Regions from separate parts of the Sus scrofa genome. Here region 1 is linked to region 2. The links are chromatin contacts, called in public HiChIP or PLAC-seq maps. All regions are on one chromosome and are shown on one strand. Each heading gives the region's core, a stretch centred on a gene start, on an enhancer-like site or on the middle of the called end of the contact. The rest is flanking DNA. Distances are from core to core; before and after follow the strand shown. Region 1 holds the start of SLC51A (solute carrier family 51 alpha subunit). Region 2 holds the start of RNF168 (E3 ubiquitin-protein ligase RNF168).

Evidence for each region. HiChIP or PLAC-seq counts read pairs in DNA pulled down with a chosen protein or histone mark.
Region 1: an H3K27ac HiChIP or PLAC-seq map of alveolar macrophages shows a contact between it and region 2. The contact joins the promoter of SLC51A here to the promoter of RNF168 in region 2. A contact is called at or near these places in 1 of 5 promoter capture datasets (fetal liver) and 1 of 2 datasets of contacts at active chromatin or transcription factors (alveolar macrophages).

The regions. Positions count from the first base shown.
Region 1 is chr13:133,867,826-133,874,968 of Sscrofa11.1, forward strand. It overlaps SLC51A (solute carrier family 51 alpha subunit), which reads right to left and starts at 1,928. Exons shown (of 9, transcript NM_001244266.1): 1 at 1,675-1,928; 2 at 983-1,077. The coding sequence starts at 1,712. It overlaps ZDHHC19 (probable palmitoyltransferase ZDHHC19), which reads left to right and starts at 5,247. Exons shown (of 7, transcript XM_021070166.1): 1 at 5,247-7,143.
Region 2 is chr13:133,622,537-133,629,863 of Sscrofa11.1, forward strand. It overlaps RNF168 (E3 ubiquitin-protein ligase RNF168), which reads left to right and starts at 3,010. Exons shown (of 8, transcript XM_021070157.1): 1 at 3,010-3,262; 2 at 3,585-3,925. The coding sequence starts at 3,625.

The DNA of each region.
Region 1 (7,143 bases), core at 678-3,177, 240 kb after region 2:
TTCCAGGCATTGCCAAAAGTCTCCTTGGGACAAAACTCCCTCTGGCTGGCAACACTGGTGTGAGGGAAGACTTGTACCACCAGATGCACTCTCTGAGCTAGAGGTCCCTGCTGGATCTAGCATCTGCCTACTGGCATGAACCACCAAGCCGTTATAAAGCCTCTCTGGACACCCTCTGGTTCAGAGCGTCTGAAATGAGGCTGAATACTAGCCAAGGACATAGCCATGTCTCCCTCCTAGTGCACACTGACCACATCCTGCTGTCCAGGAAGAGGTGATCACATCAGGAAGGAGGCTGGGTAGAGCGTTAAGGGTACCACAGAGACTGACTCTTATCATCAACGTCTAGGAGGTAGGTAGTCATGCAGTAGGAAAACAATACGAACTGTGAACACGAGCTACATTTGCTATCAAGAAGCCAGGCTCATTGGATTGTCAAGTTTTAGGTGTCCAGGGAATAAGCAGAGTGCCTTCCTCTGCCTTTCACTTTCAACAGTAACAAGATCTAGTGGCCAACACGGTCAATCATGTTACGGGTTCACCTTCGTTTTCAGGACAGTGCCCATAATAACCCCTATAAAATGACATAGATCCTTTCCTAAGGAGGCTGTTGTGTGGGCTCCAAGAGGATTCTATGAGGCTTGGATCATTTGGGCGTCAACTCAAGTCCCTGGGTGCCCCTGAGGTCTGAAAAATATTACAGGCCAGTGTCTCCAATTTGAACTGGGGATGCTCCACGTGCAGGTTTGTCTCCAGGCCAGGATGTCACGGCCCTCTTTTGGCCTTTTGCTCCTTGAGGAGTTGTTCTTCTCCCAGGTTTTTATCATGATAGACAGACACTGGGCCAGCCATCCTCCCAGGCCCTCCCGGCTGGCCCGCTCAGGACCAGCTCTCCTCAGGTCTTCTCAGCTATCCTGACTCTCCACTGGGATGCTCCGTTTTTCCTCCTTTCAGTTCCCTCTGGGGAGGGTCCCTGACTCACCTCTCAGAAGCTGATATGCAGTGGGAGGGTAAGTGAAGCAGACGGAGGGGATGCTGTAATTGACTTCCAATATCTTCAGAAGATCCGCCGTGTACCTGGAGAGACACCAGCCTGTGTTCAGAATGTGGGGACTGGGGGAGAGGGGAAGGTAGCGGAGGAGACACAAAACGACAGTCCCTCAAACACTCCTGGGTTCAGGGAACTTGTCCATTTCCCCTCAAGTCCCTGATTCTTGGAGGGAATGGAGAATCAGCCCAGGATGATGTATAAGGCAGGCTGCCGCCTGGGCCAAGAACAGGCCTGGCTGCAGTCCTCAGAAAGCCCACAGACCATTTTCTCCACTGCCACTGGGGTAGCAGCCCAAGGATTTGCTAAGGAGAAAGAGCAGGGTCCCAGAGAACTAGTGCTCAGAAATACTACCAGGAATGGGTCCCCAGATGGTCAGGGCTCTGGGCATGCCCCCCATCACCCCCACCTCTGAGATCTTTTTCTCCCTGGTTGGGGGACAAAGCCAAGGTTCTGAGGGGTCACACACTGGCCTTCCGGGACAGCTAGACCATTATCAGTCCTGTCTCATTCTGTGTGCTGGCAGCCAAAGGGCCCTGGGAGGCGGGGAGGGCCAGGCCAGAGGGATAGGGGCCCCCGCTGCTTAGCAACAGGCTCCTGGCTCAGAGCCTGCCACCCTCACTCACCTGGGGTCAAGCTTTATCTGAGTCCTGTCTGGATCCATTGTCTTCGTTCCCTCTCTGGCTTTCCAGGCAGGCACCAAGAGTGAAGGAGGGGCGGGCAGGTCGGGCCCCTGAGGGAGGCAGCTCTGCCGGCCCTGCTGCCGGCGGGACTGGGCTGTGGGAAGGTGGAGTGGCTGGGTCTTTCCTTCTGGCTCCGTCCCACCTCTGGCCTCCCGTGCCCACAAGTTCCTATCTCAGAGTTCACCCTAGAGGAATTTGATCCCCTCAGCTGGCTAGGTTCCCTGGCTCCTGACTCCTCCCTGTCCTTAGGTGTGGCTCCGCCTCCTCCCTCCTACGCATGCCTTTGGCCGCCCCTTGCCCCCAGCCCACCCTCATTCTTCATCCCCCCACGAGGAACCTTCTAGGGCGGTGGTAGAGGCAAAATCCTTGATCCTTCCCGCAGTCCCCACTTGGTTAGCAACCCCCTCCCCTCAGAACCTGGCTGGAACTCAGGCTCTGTCCCCCAGGAGATGGATGAGTCGAGGCCGAAGCCTTGACTGTACTGGTGCTGTTGGCTTGATGTGTGGAAGGGAGGTCCAGCTGGATAATCCAGACGAGGTCCATGGAGGTTTCCCAAACCCCGGCTCACAACGTCCTGATGACAGGCTTATCCAGCCCAACAGCCCCCAAAGATGCAGCAAATGGGGTAGGGGTCCGGGGGTGGGGGGAGACGTATTGTATTTAAGAGGCAGAGTTGCTGAGTGAGATTGCTGGGCATTTTGATAGATTCTGAAAAAGACACACTGTATGCTTACGAACGATTGTATTGACTGATGCTTTCTCTTCTCTCTCCAAATAGATTTAAACCTATTTGAGGCCAAGCATGGTACCCCTAGGTTCCCAGCACAGGACCTCACACATACTAAATGCTTCTTAGAATTGGTTGCATGACTGATACAATAATAAACTCACAGCCACAGCAGCTAATATCTATTGAGTTTATGGTGCCCCAGGTGCTGTAGGAAATGCCGTCTGCCTCTTATCTCATTTAAACCTTACAACTACTCTTAGAAGGTAGATGCTATCTTTATTTCCATGTTACAGATAAGGAAACTGAGGCTCAGAGAAGTTATGACACCAGGTTGAATAGAAAGCCATGGAGGTGTGAACAGAAGCAGAAGGGACCTGGGTTAGGAGATCTGTGGAGGTTCAGATGAAGTTTCTAATAGTTTGGGTTTGTTTTTTTTTTTTTTTTTAAGGGCCCATGAAAAAATGGAAAAAAAATTTAAAAAGGGCCCATGAGAGAGTCAAGGGAGAAGTTCTGGGAAGGCAGAGGAGTTTGCCCGGTTCTGGGTTGGTGAGTAAATACAGTCAGAGGGAGCAGTTACGGAGTTACTGGTACCAAGGGGACTCCATACTCCTGTCCCAAAGCACCTCAAACTATCTCCCCCCTCCTAAAGTACAGTTCTCTGGGAAGGAGAGACCCAGGAGAGTGACCCAGGAATCTCAGGGGGTCAATGACCTCCTAAGGTGGAGGTGAGGGTGCAACGAGTAAGACAAGGGCACTAACCTCCAGGGGGTCAGTCGCCTGGGTCCTGCCCTAGCGAAGACATAGGCTGACTCAGCTTCCTCAAACCATTTCCACAGGAACACTCCCCAGGTCATTCATCTCTGGCCTGGTGAGAGGCCTTGCGTTTAATCGCCCAGAGCCTTGAACTTTAGACTTCCCTAGAGCAGAACACAGGGAGCTGAGGGTGTTCTCCAAAACTTCTGGCCAGAAGTGGGGGTCGGGGAGGCAGGGGAGGAGGGCCGATGGGCTAGAGGGAGTCGGAAAGGGAAGGCTGCTAGCTGATGCTCATGTTCCTGCAGCTGGGCGGTAGTGGCTGGGAGGCCCAGGGGAGAGCCGGCTAATCCTCAGGATGGATGGTGATGGAGGGAAAAAATGGCAGGGTGTTGGTGAGAAGAGTGGGCTTTAGCTCCGATGTGGTACTTCTGCCTCACTGAAGTCCCTAAGTGGCCACTTCCTGTAAAGCGTGACCCATGGATGAGTTAAGGCCAGGCTATCCATAGCTCAGGCATGGCAAGGGGATGAGCTGGACCAGCCAATCAGATGCTTCTCTTGCTAATTTTGGACTGCTACCTGTCAAACGCTGATTTTTAGACTCAAGAGGAACAAATACTTCATTTCATCTTTTTGGTTTAAATTTCCCCCCAAATTCATTTGATAACATAAGACATCTATTCCTTCAGTTTTGACTTTCTCAGTGTAAGGATCATTTTTTTTTTCTTTTTGTCTTTTTAGGGCCACACTTGCAGCATATGGAAATTCCCAGGCTAGGGGTCCAATCTGAGCTGTAGCTGCCGGCCTACACCACAGCGTAGCAAGCCAGATCTGAGCCACATCTGTGACCCATACCACAGCTCACAGCAATGCCGGATCCTTAACCCACTGAGCAGGGCTAGGGATGGAACCTGCATTCTTATAGATACTATTCGGGTTTGTCACCACTGAGTCACAACGGGAACTCCTAAGGGTCATTTTTGAAAGAAAAAATAAACAAACCATGAATTTCATCAGCTTTCCTCAGGGGTCCTCCATCATTTGATATTTAAAGGTCCTCTCTCTTTTATAAAATTTCTTATTGAGATAAAATTCATGTAATGTAACATTCACATAACACATAAGTGTATAATTCAATGGTTTTTAGTACATTCATAATGTTGTGCAACCATCACCATTAATCTAATTTTTTTCTTTTTTTTTATTACTCAAAAGAATTTATCACATCTGTAGTTGTATAATGATCATAACAATCTGATTTCACAGGATTTCCACTCCACAGCCCAAGCACATCCCCCCACCCCCCAAACTGTCTCCTCCGGAGACCATAAATTTTTCAATGTCTGTGAGTCAGCATCTGTTCTGCAAAGAAGTTTCATCTGTCCTTTTTTCAGATTCCACATGTCAGTGAAAGCATTTGATGTTGGTGTCTCATTGTATGGCTGACTTAGCATGATCGTTTCTAGGTCCATCCATGTTGCTAAAAATGCTGGTATTTCGTTCTTTTTGATGGCTGAGTAATATTCCATTGTGTATATGTACCACATCTTCTGGATCCACTCCTCTGTCGATGGACATTTAGGTTGTTTCCATGTTTTGGCTATTGTAAATAGTGCTGCAAACCATTAATCTAATTGCACAATATTTTCATACCCCCAAAGAAAACTCATACTTCCCAATTCCTCTTTCCTCCCATCCCCTGGCAACCATTAATCTACTTTCTATCTCTAAGGATTTGTCTGTTCTGGACATTTCATCTATATAAAATCATACAGTGTGTGGCCTTTTATATTGGACTTCTTTCATCTAGCGTAATGTTTTCAAGGTTTATCCATATTGTAGCATGTCTCACTACCTCCTTTTATGGATGAGTAATATTCCATTGTATGGACATACAATTTTTGTTTTATCAGCTAACTCATTTATTTATCAGCTAATGGACATTTGAGTTGTTTCCATTTTTTGGCTGCCATTTTGCTGAACTCATTTATTAACTCTGAGTGTGTGTGTGTGCATGTGTGTGTGTGAGTGTGTGTGTATTCTTTAGGGTTTTCTATATACAAGGTCATGTCATCTGCAAATGGAGATAGTTTTACTTCTTTCTTTCCAATGTGGATGCTCTTATTCTTTTTCTTGCCTAATTTTTCTAGCTAGAACTTCTAGAACAATGTTAAATAGACGTGGCAGAAGCAAGTGTACTTATTTTCTTTCTCATCTAACAGGGAAAGTTTTTAGTCTTTCACTATTAAGTATGCTAGCTGTGGGTTTTTCATTAATTCCCTTCATCAAGTTGAGGAAGTTCTCTTCTATTCCTAGTCTGCTGAGGAATCATAAAAGGGTTCTGCCAGATGTATTTTCTGCATTGAGATGATTGTGTTGTTGTTTTTTTCCCTTCATTCTATTAATATGAAGCAGACATTGATTTTTGTATGTTGAGGCAATCTTGCATTCTTGGACTAAATCTCAGTTGGTCATGGCATGTAATTCTTTTAATGTGATGCAGGATTCAGCTTGCTAGTATTTTGCTGAGGATTTTTGTATCTATATTCATGAAGGATATTGGTCTGTTTTGTGTGTGTGTTTGTGTGTTTAATGTCTTCATCTGGATTTGATATGGTAATATTAACTTCATATAATGAGTTAGGAAGTGCTCTTTCTTCTTTTTTGAGAAGGGCTGGCGTTCCCTGGTTAACTTTGAGTATAATTTACCAGTGAAGGCATAGGCCATTCTTTTTTTTTTTTTTGGTCTGGGCACTTTTCCTTCTAGGATACTTTTTATTTTTAAGTATTATAAATCAAACTTTACACACACACACACACACACACACACACTCCTAATGAACACTAGATAATTACCTTCCAAATTTATTTTTATTCTTTGCTAATGTATATAATACTTTTACATAGTTGTAATCAATGTGCAGATTTTCTTTTGGGTCCAGCTTTTAAATTTTTGATTTAACATTTTTTTTCCCACACACAAGTTCCATCGATATAGTCCACATATGTCTCAATAGTCCATCAGACTAATCTCTAGAATATCACAGAAAGATAAAATAATCAGAGTCAAATAATATCTTTGCATCATGAAGGATATGTTCCAGTCTAAAAGGTAGTTTTTAGCCATAGGAAGAGCCAACTGTGATAAATCATCAGGGAAATAGTTGATGAAGTATGTGCTATAAGTCCTTGAAGTAAAATGAAGTCGTTAATTTTTTGGCACTATATTATATTTTAAAATATCATTTGGCTAGGCCATTCTTTTTTTTTTTTTTCCTTTTTCAGCGACAACCACAGCATATGGAAGTTCCCAGGCCAGGGATCAAATCCAAGCCAGAGCTGTGACCAATGCCACAGCTGCAGCAACACTGGATTCTTCACCCACTGCACCAGGCTGGGCATCATACCAGTACCTCCACAGAGTCAAGCCAGGTCATTAACCCACTGTACCACAGTGGGAACTCTTAGGCCATTATTTTTTGAAGAGTCTACCATTTTGTCAAACTTATTGATTTCCCCTTCAGTTTTAAGCTGTTCTAGACTACTGCTTGTTGGTTGATGATTTTGGGGCCATTTAAATGCTATTCTATACAAAACCCTTCAAAACCCCAAATAAATAAACAAAACAAAAACAAACAAGGAATTTCCCTTGTGATGCAGTGGGTTAAGAATCCCGTGTCTCCACAGCTGTGGCATAGGTCACAGCTGCAGCTCAGATTTGATCCCTGGCCCGGGAACTTCCATATGCCGTGGGTACAGCCAAAACAGACAGACAGACAAACAAAAAGCTTATAGTGTGGGAATCCTCCAAATACAGAGTGGTTCTGACGCTCACTAGCTAAAACAAATGACAAACATCAGCTATATGTAACAGAAACCCCAGTTATTTTCTCACATAATAAGCAACTCAGAGGGAGAGAGTTCAAGGCTGG
Region 2 (7,327 bases), core at 1,760-4,259:
CAGAACTCTCCATGGCTTTCAGGGAAGGGTTTTATAGGCAATATTTGGTGTGGGAGTTGTAGCTCATGACCTTTCTTCTGATTGGTCAGTGGGGAGCTTACAGGGTGGTGTCTGGGGAGTCTTAATCATCGGACTTTCTGGTTCTAACCTGCATAGGTTCTTGTGATCAGCATGTAATCCCCATTCTTCACGGGGTGGGGGGGAGTGGTGCTTAGTTTCAGATTATTATGTATATTACATGCGGAGGAGCTAGGACTGCTTGGTCATTGAGTACTATTTAAACCATCACTACTTTTTGACTGCTTTCCCTTTGTTTTTGCATTCTCTCATGTCCCTCACTAGTAACTGCTTTGGTCTGCTCTTGGAACTCAGGGAAGACCTAGGAAACAAAAGCCTTTTTTTCCCTACAACTGAGAAATGGGACAAAATGGAGCTTTTGTTCCTGGGAGGGGCCTGGAGGGTCCTTCTTGGTTTCAACCCCTCCTTTGCTTTGATACTCCTCAGTCCTGTTGGGATAAGAAATGAAGCACAGTTTTGGATTGAGAGGTTAGTCACAGGGAACTTTAGGGTGTGTGTGTGAGGGGGCTTATTTTCAATAGAAAGGAAAGAGAATTCTCTACTGTGCTCACTCTACTGTTTCCAACTGGCCAAAATTTGCTCTTTGGGGAGTGACACCCCACCCCCAACACTTTCAGGATGCATCATCCGAGCCCTCATAGCAGCCACTGGGAAGCCAGTGCCTGCACTGTTCAGTGCCATGTATCACAGTAGTCCAGAAATGGAAGGAGGAGCTAGAGATTCCAGAAATGCAACTGGTTAGTCCCAGTCAGAAGAAGGTACTGTGGGTCCAGAAAGTAAATAAGACCAGGGAAATCTGAGCAATGGATGAAATGTACCTATTAAACAAGACACAGGTACAAGAAAAATAGAAATCTAAATGCAAGTGTTAGACAATAAGATTATAATAAAAAACACAATCACTAGGCAATATATGATTGAATTCAGAAGAGGGATATTATTGTGTGATGGAGAAATACCTTCTGGAGGAAGTACACTGAACTGATCCTTGAGGTAGGCAAAATCACAAAGCAACTTATTTAGGATAAATTGAGATTTCAAGCAATGGCCTGAAAGCACAAGATTTGCACAAGACAGTAAATGAATCACAACTGAATGTTTGAAAGAATAATGGGAGATTCCAAGGGAAAGGCATGTTGGCTCCATACTAGGGAGCCTGGAATCCCAGGCTAAGGATTGATACCATGGACAACTGGATGATAACTAGCTTTATGAAACACATTAAAAACAAAACAAAAGCTCCCAAAACACTTTACAAAAGACCCACACCTCCTAGTTTTGGCTTCATCTGGAAAACACTTACCTTCCCAGCCTGAATAACCTTAGCAAACCCCAAAGACCTTAAAGACTTTTCAGGCAGTGACTTTCTTTTCTCTTCCTCCACAGCCTCTGTCTCTAACTGTAGGAGAAAATATCCCTATAAAAAGGTAGAAAGGAGGAGTTCCCCTTGTGGCACAGTGGTTAACGAATCCGACTAGGAACCATGAGGTTGCGGGTTCGGTCCCTGGCCTTGCCCAGTGGGTTGGGGATTCGGCGTTGCCATGAGCTGTGGTGTAGGTCACAGAGGAGGCTTGGATCCCGCGTTGCTGTGGCTCTGGCGTAGGCCAGTGGCTGCGGCTCCGATTCGACCCCTGGCCTGGGAGCCTCCATGTGCCGCGGGAGCGGCCCAAGAAATAGCAAAAAGACAAAAAAAAAAGGTAGAAAGGAGAGACACCCCCCCCCCCCCCGTCATGATGACTAAGCAAAGTCCAGCCACCTGCCCCTAACCACCCCTCCCTCACGCATCTGCTGCAGTAAGCTTGCTTCCGCATCTACTACCTTGCCTGACCTCACTCTGGTCCGCCAAGCAGGAGCTCAGAAGAGGTAGCCCATAAAAACTTTGTGAAAGACTTCTTCCGGGCTCAGACTCTGGAGAGCAATCTCCTCTGAGCCTGCCGGCATAATAAACGTGAATTCTCCAACTTTCCCAGTGCTCACTTGGTTTCTCCCTGGGTAAAAGAGCTGAAACACTGCAGCCACAGGGCTGTCGCTAGAGCTGATACGCTGCAGCGCAGGGCTGTTGAGCAGCTGCCTTAACAAAACCAAGTGGGAAAACATTTCAAAATGCATAAAGTTAAAATATTTTCCTTTTGACTTCTTTTGTAATTTTGATTGGTCTAGACTGAAATTAAACAATAAAGCAGTGCCTTATAATTGATGCACATGTTGGCTAAGCCCCAGGATCCTGCCAGTCCTACAGTTTGTTTCCCAAGTACCTGTTAAATTGTAGCAAGTTTGCAGATTCTTTGACCACAGCCTTTCTCAGAAATCATCCTAGAGATGCTTTTACAAGAACTCTGGAAAGCGACCTAAGAGGCTTCCTTACAAATGAAAAGAAACAAGGGTAGTTTGAGGAGTACTAAGGGAAGAATTTAAAAATTATTGTCAAGCTTTTTTGGGGGGGGCGCACCCACTGCACAGAAGAGTGACAGGACCACGGATCGAATCCAAGCCACAGGTAAGAACTATGCAGCAGCTTCAGCAATCTGGGATCCCCAACCCACTGCACAGGGCCAAGGATCAAACTAGCCTCCGCGGCAAACCGGACCCTTAAAGCACTGCGCCACAGCGGGAACTCCATCGGCTTTTAATTTGCCTTTAAGTTTCACTTTTTCTGACAAGAGACCAACCTTGCGACATACCCTGATTTCTGCAGCCTCTGGGAGCAGAAATCAAGAGGGAAATACTAAAGTGCAGTCAATGTGACGACGCAGGGTCTGCGAAGAAAGGACTGCAACACACCGAGAAGACCAGCTCTGGGGGGGCGGGGCGCGGGGCTCGGGTCGGGCAGCGCGCGCAGACTCGGAAGTCCCGCCCCAATGTTAGCCCTCTCTACCTTTGGTTGGTTCTCTAGGTGGGAGGGGCTGTTTTGGCGGGCAGTCGTGACGTCACTAGCCCTTGTCGGGTTGCTACAGCACCGCGCCAAGGTTAGGCTTTTGGGTAGATGGAAGAGAGGGAGGGGCGGGCTCAGAGCGCCCGGAAGGGCTCGCGCGCGGCCCCCGACAATGGTAAAACGGAAGTCCTACTCCTTCGGAGCTCCTCGTCCGGGCGGAAGAAGCGTTCTTCCTCTAGCGGTGGCTGCGTAGCTGCGCGCCTCTGCGGTCTGCGGCTTGGCTTCCGGGAGCTACGGGAGCATCCTCACCTGGTAAGAGAAAGGAGGGGAACTTGGCGCGTGCCTCCTGCGGGGGCCAGAGAGCCCACCATCCGCCCTGCCGCAACGGCTGTTAATGCTGGGAGCAGTCAAGGTTCATTTGTTTTCATTTCGGACGTTTGTCTTAACATGGACAAACACACTTCCTTCCACGGTCGTACTGTTTACCTGACCCTCAGAACACTTTTTTGCTTTAAAGACATTTGATGTTCCCAGTCTCTGAATTCTGGTAGGCTACTGGGCATAAAATTTAAACACAAAACTTAATTCGCTTTCTCCGAACTTGGGCTGTAGATGAGGATTCTTTCTCTTTCAGGTGTTGATGTTGATTGAATATGCCTTTTTAGCATATTAAAATGGCTGTACCCAAGGACGCCATCCCTTCATTGTCGGAATGCCAGTGCCAGATCTGTGTGGAAATTCTATTTGAGCCTGTGACACTCCCTTGTAACCACACGCTGTGTAAACCATGCTTCCAGTCGACTGTCGAAAAAGCAAATTTGTGCTGCCCCTTCTGTCGCCGCCGAGTCTCTTCGTGGACTCGACACCGCACCCGAACAAATTCTCTTGTCAACATGGAACTGTGGAAGATAATTCAGAAACACTATCCAAAAGAATGCAAGCTTAGAGCCTCTGGGCAAGAATCAGAGGAAATTGGTGAGTAAAAATCCAGCTTGTTCATTGTCTAAAAACCAAAATCTTTTAAAAAGCGAATCATCACTAGTCTTTTTTTTTTTTTTCAAGGATAAAAAAAGAAAATCTGGGTTAGTATTTGTCCAAATTTTTCACATCTTTGAGTTTAATGGGCCCTAAAATGTTGGTTAAGGTCACAATGGCAAGATTTGGTTCATTGTTTTAAGGCATAGGCTTAGTTTGGTCGGTGTTTGTTGGGTTAAAAATGAAAAGAAAACCAAAAAAAAAAAAAAGAAACAAAAGAATTACCTACTAGGGTCTTAAATTGTGTCGAAAGTTATATAAATAGTCACAGATGAGCAACAGTCAGTATGGCAGCAGCAGAAGTAAGGAAACTGCTGGATTCCTGTGTTAATATTTTTTTTATTTTCAGTTACTTTTCTCTAACTTTCTTGCCTATACATCTCCATTCATTTAGTTCTTAAGCTTTCAACAAGCCTAAAATAGCTTTCTGTGGCCAGTTTCCTCTAGTTCAGTCATTTTTATTCAAAGCCCTCCACAGTGTGGACTTAACAACTCTTCATTTTGCCCCCAGACTTTAGCGGCTTGACCACTTATGTGGTCATTAAGCCCTGCAGTGTTTCTTCTCCAGGCTTAAATGTGATGTGGATGCTCTGGTGTACTTGCTTTTTTTGGGAATTCTTTTTATTATGGTAAAATTTGCCATTTTAACCATTTTTAAGTGTACAATTCAGTGTCATTAATTACTTTCACAGTGTTTGGAAACTGTCACCACTGTTGCCAAAACTTTCATCACACCAGACAACTTCTTTAACCATTAAGCATCCCATTCTCCTTACTCCATCCCACTCCTGCTTTTCGGAGTTTCTAATCTCTGTGAATTTGCTTGTTCTAGATAATTTATGTAAGTGTATTCATACAGCGAATGATCTGTTGTGTCTGTTTTCTTTCACTTAGCATAATGTTTCATGCCGCCTTCTTTTTCTTTCTTTCTTTCTTTCTTTCTTTCTTTCTTTCTTTCTCTTTTCCTTTTCTTTTCTTTTCCTTTTCTTTTTTTTAAAGGGCCAAACCTGTGGTATATGGAAGTTCCCAAGCTATGGGTTGAATCAGAGCTGCAGCCGCCTGCCTGTGCCACAGCCACAGCCGGAGCAATGCTGGATCCAAACTGCATCTGCAACCTACTCCACAGCTTGTGGCAACATCAGCTCCTTTAACCCACTGAGTGAGGCCAAGGATCGAACCTGAATCCTCATAGATACTACTCGAGTTGTTAACCCACTGAGCTGCAACGGGAAGTCTACCGCGTTCTATCTTTATCAGTACTCCATCCCTTTTTATGGCTGAATAATATTCTACTCTATGGATATATTGTATTTTGTTCCTTCATCCATTGTTGGACATTTGGGTAGTTTCCACCTTTTGGCTATTTCAATAGTACTGATATGAATATTCATGTGCAAGTGTTTGAATGTGTTTTCATTTCTTTTGTGTACATATCTAGGAGTGGAATTGCTGGATCATATGGTAATTCTATGTTTAGCTTTGTGAGGAACTGCCTGGCTAGTGTTTACCATTAAAATTGCCATTGTTTTCACGAGTGCCTTTAGACTTGGGCTAATCCATATTCTGTTCATTGTGAAGTCAGTGTCTTTGAGGGAAATCTTTGGAGCTCTCAGTTCTTACTGCCTGCCTTTTTTCCCTGGGCAAAACATCTGAGCCACTGCTCTCTAGCTGGAAGCAGAGACTACAGCTTATTTCTCTTTGTTGGAACAGGTCAGTGCATAGGCATGCTAGTTCTGGTCTCCTTGACTCTTCTAGAACTTTTTTTGCCCTATGAGTGGGCTGTAATGAGGGCAGTGGGGTCCCAGTTTCTTCTTGCTGTGCCTGAGTGGGAAGGGAATGGAGGAGGGAGCCCATGGTCAGCTCCACTCAGCTCTGCAACAAGGACTGAGCTGGAAGCCTTAAGAAGTGCTGATAGTCTGCCCTCCTGGAGGGATGCTATCTGGGAGCTGGGGAGACTAGGAGCCTTGTCTTGGCCACACCCACTTGGAGTGGAGCTTGCCTCTTGTTGAGTTTGGTAGGGGGAGAGCAGGTTGTGGCTGAAGTGCTGCAAATTTTTACTTTTCTTACTGAGCTTTAGTAGTTTTGGGGTGGGAGGGAAGTATTTCTTCTTTTGCTCTATGCTCATAGGACAGCTTCCAAGGGCCTTTAATTCAACCAGTTTTTAATACTTTCTCCGGTTATGCCTGTATTGTTGAAAAAACAGGTGTGTGAGCTCTCCTTACTCTGCCGTTCTGGAAGTTGATCCTCTTCACTTTGCTTTTCATGTAGATTTTATTGAAGTATAACATACATGTAAAAATGTGCACATCATAACAGTGAATTTTCAAAGTGAACATGTCTATGTAACCAGCACATACTGATTACTGTGTTGTATTGATAGTAAATAGTGAAAAATTTTGTGTTCTCTTTGGCTATTATGAAGAGTGCCATTGTGAACATTTTTATACTTGTATTTTGGTGAACATATGTCTACATTTCTGTTGGATATAGGGTGGAATTTGCGGGTCATAGAATGTAGATAAAGAGTTAAATCCTTTTCTGTGCTAATGAGAATATGTCCTTTGATTAAATCTCTAGCTTTGTTCCTTCCCAAACCTAATGAGGGTAAGACTATCAATGAGGTTACTAAGTAGCATTGCTTCTGGTAAATATTATCCTGATTGAAAATTGCCCCACTGGAGTTCCCTTCGTGGCCCGACATGGCTCAGCAGAAAAGAATCTGACAAGCATCCATAAGGATGCAGGTTCGATCCCTGGCCTTGCTCAGCTGGTTAAGGATCCTGCATTGCTGTGAGCTGTGGTGTAGGTCACAGATGTGGCTTGGATCTGGCGTGGCTGTGGCTGTGGCGTAGGCCAGCAGCTACAGCTCCAATTCGACCCATAGCCTGGGAATCTCCATACGCTGCAGGCATGGCCTTAAAAGACCAAAAAAAGAAAAAGAAAATTGCCCCTCAATTGGGAGGAATGATAGTACTGATTGGGATACTGTGCTTTGTGCTTCTCTTGAGTGTAGTGACTGTGGTAACTGGGAACGTTCCTTGTGGGGAACCTGTGCCTGTATTGCTGCTACAAAAGATTTTGGCTTCTGTGGAGCAAGGGTTACCTGGCTTTCTTGCTTTCATGCTGTTAGATTGATGCCAAATGTGGCCTTATGGTCCTTTTCTGGGTTTGAATGTTTAGTAGAGCCTATGACCATCCCTTGGTGGGTGTTACAGGTACAGTAAGCCTCAGGAGATACTGTCAAGCTGCATCAAAATGGTTTTACTAATTGATGTTGCTACCAGTAGTGTATGAGAGTTGTAGTTGCATCACATCCTTGCCAACACTTGGTTTTTCCTTTTC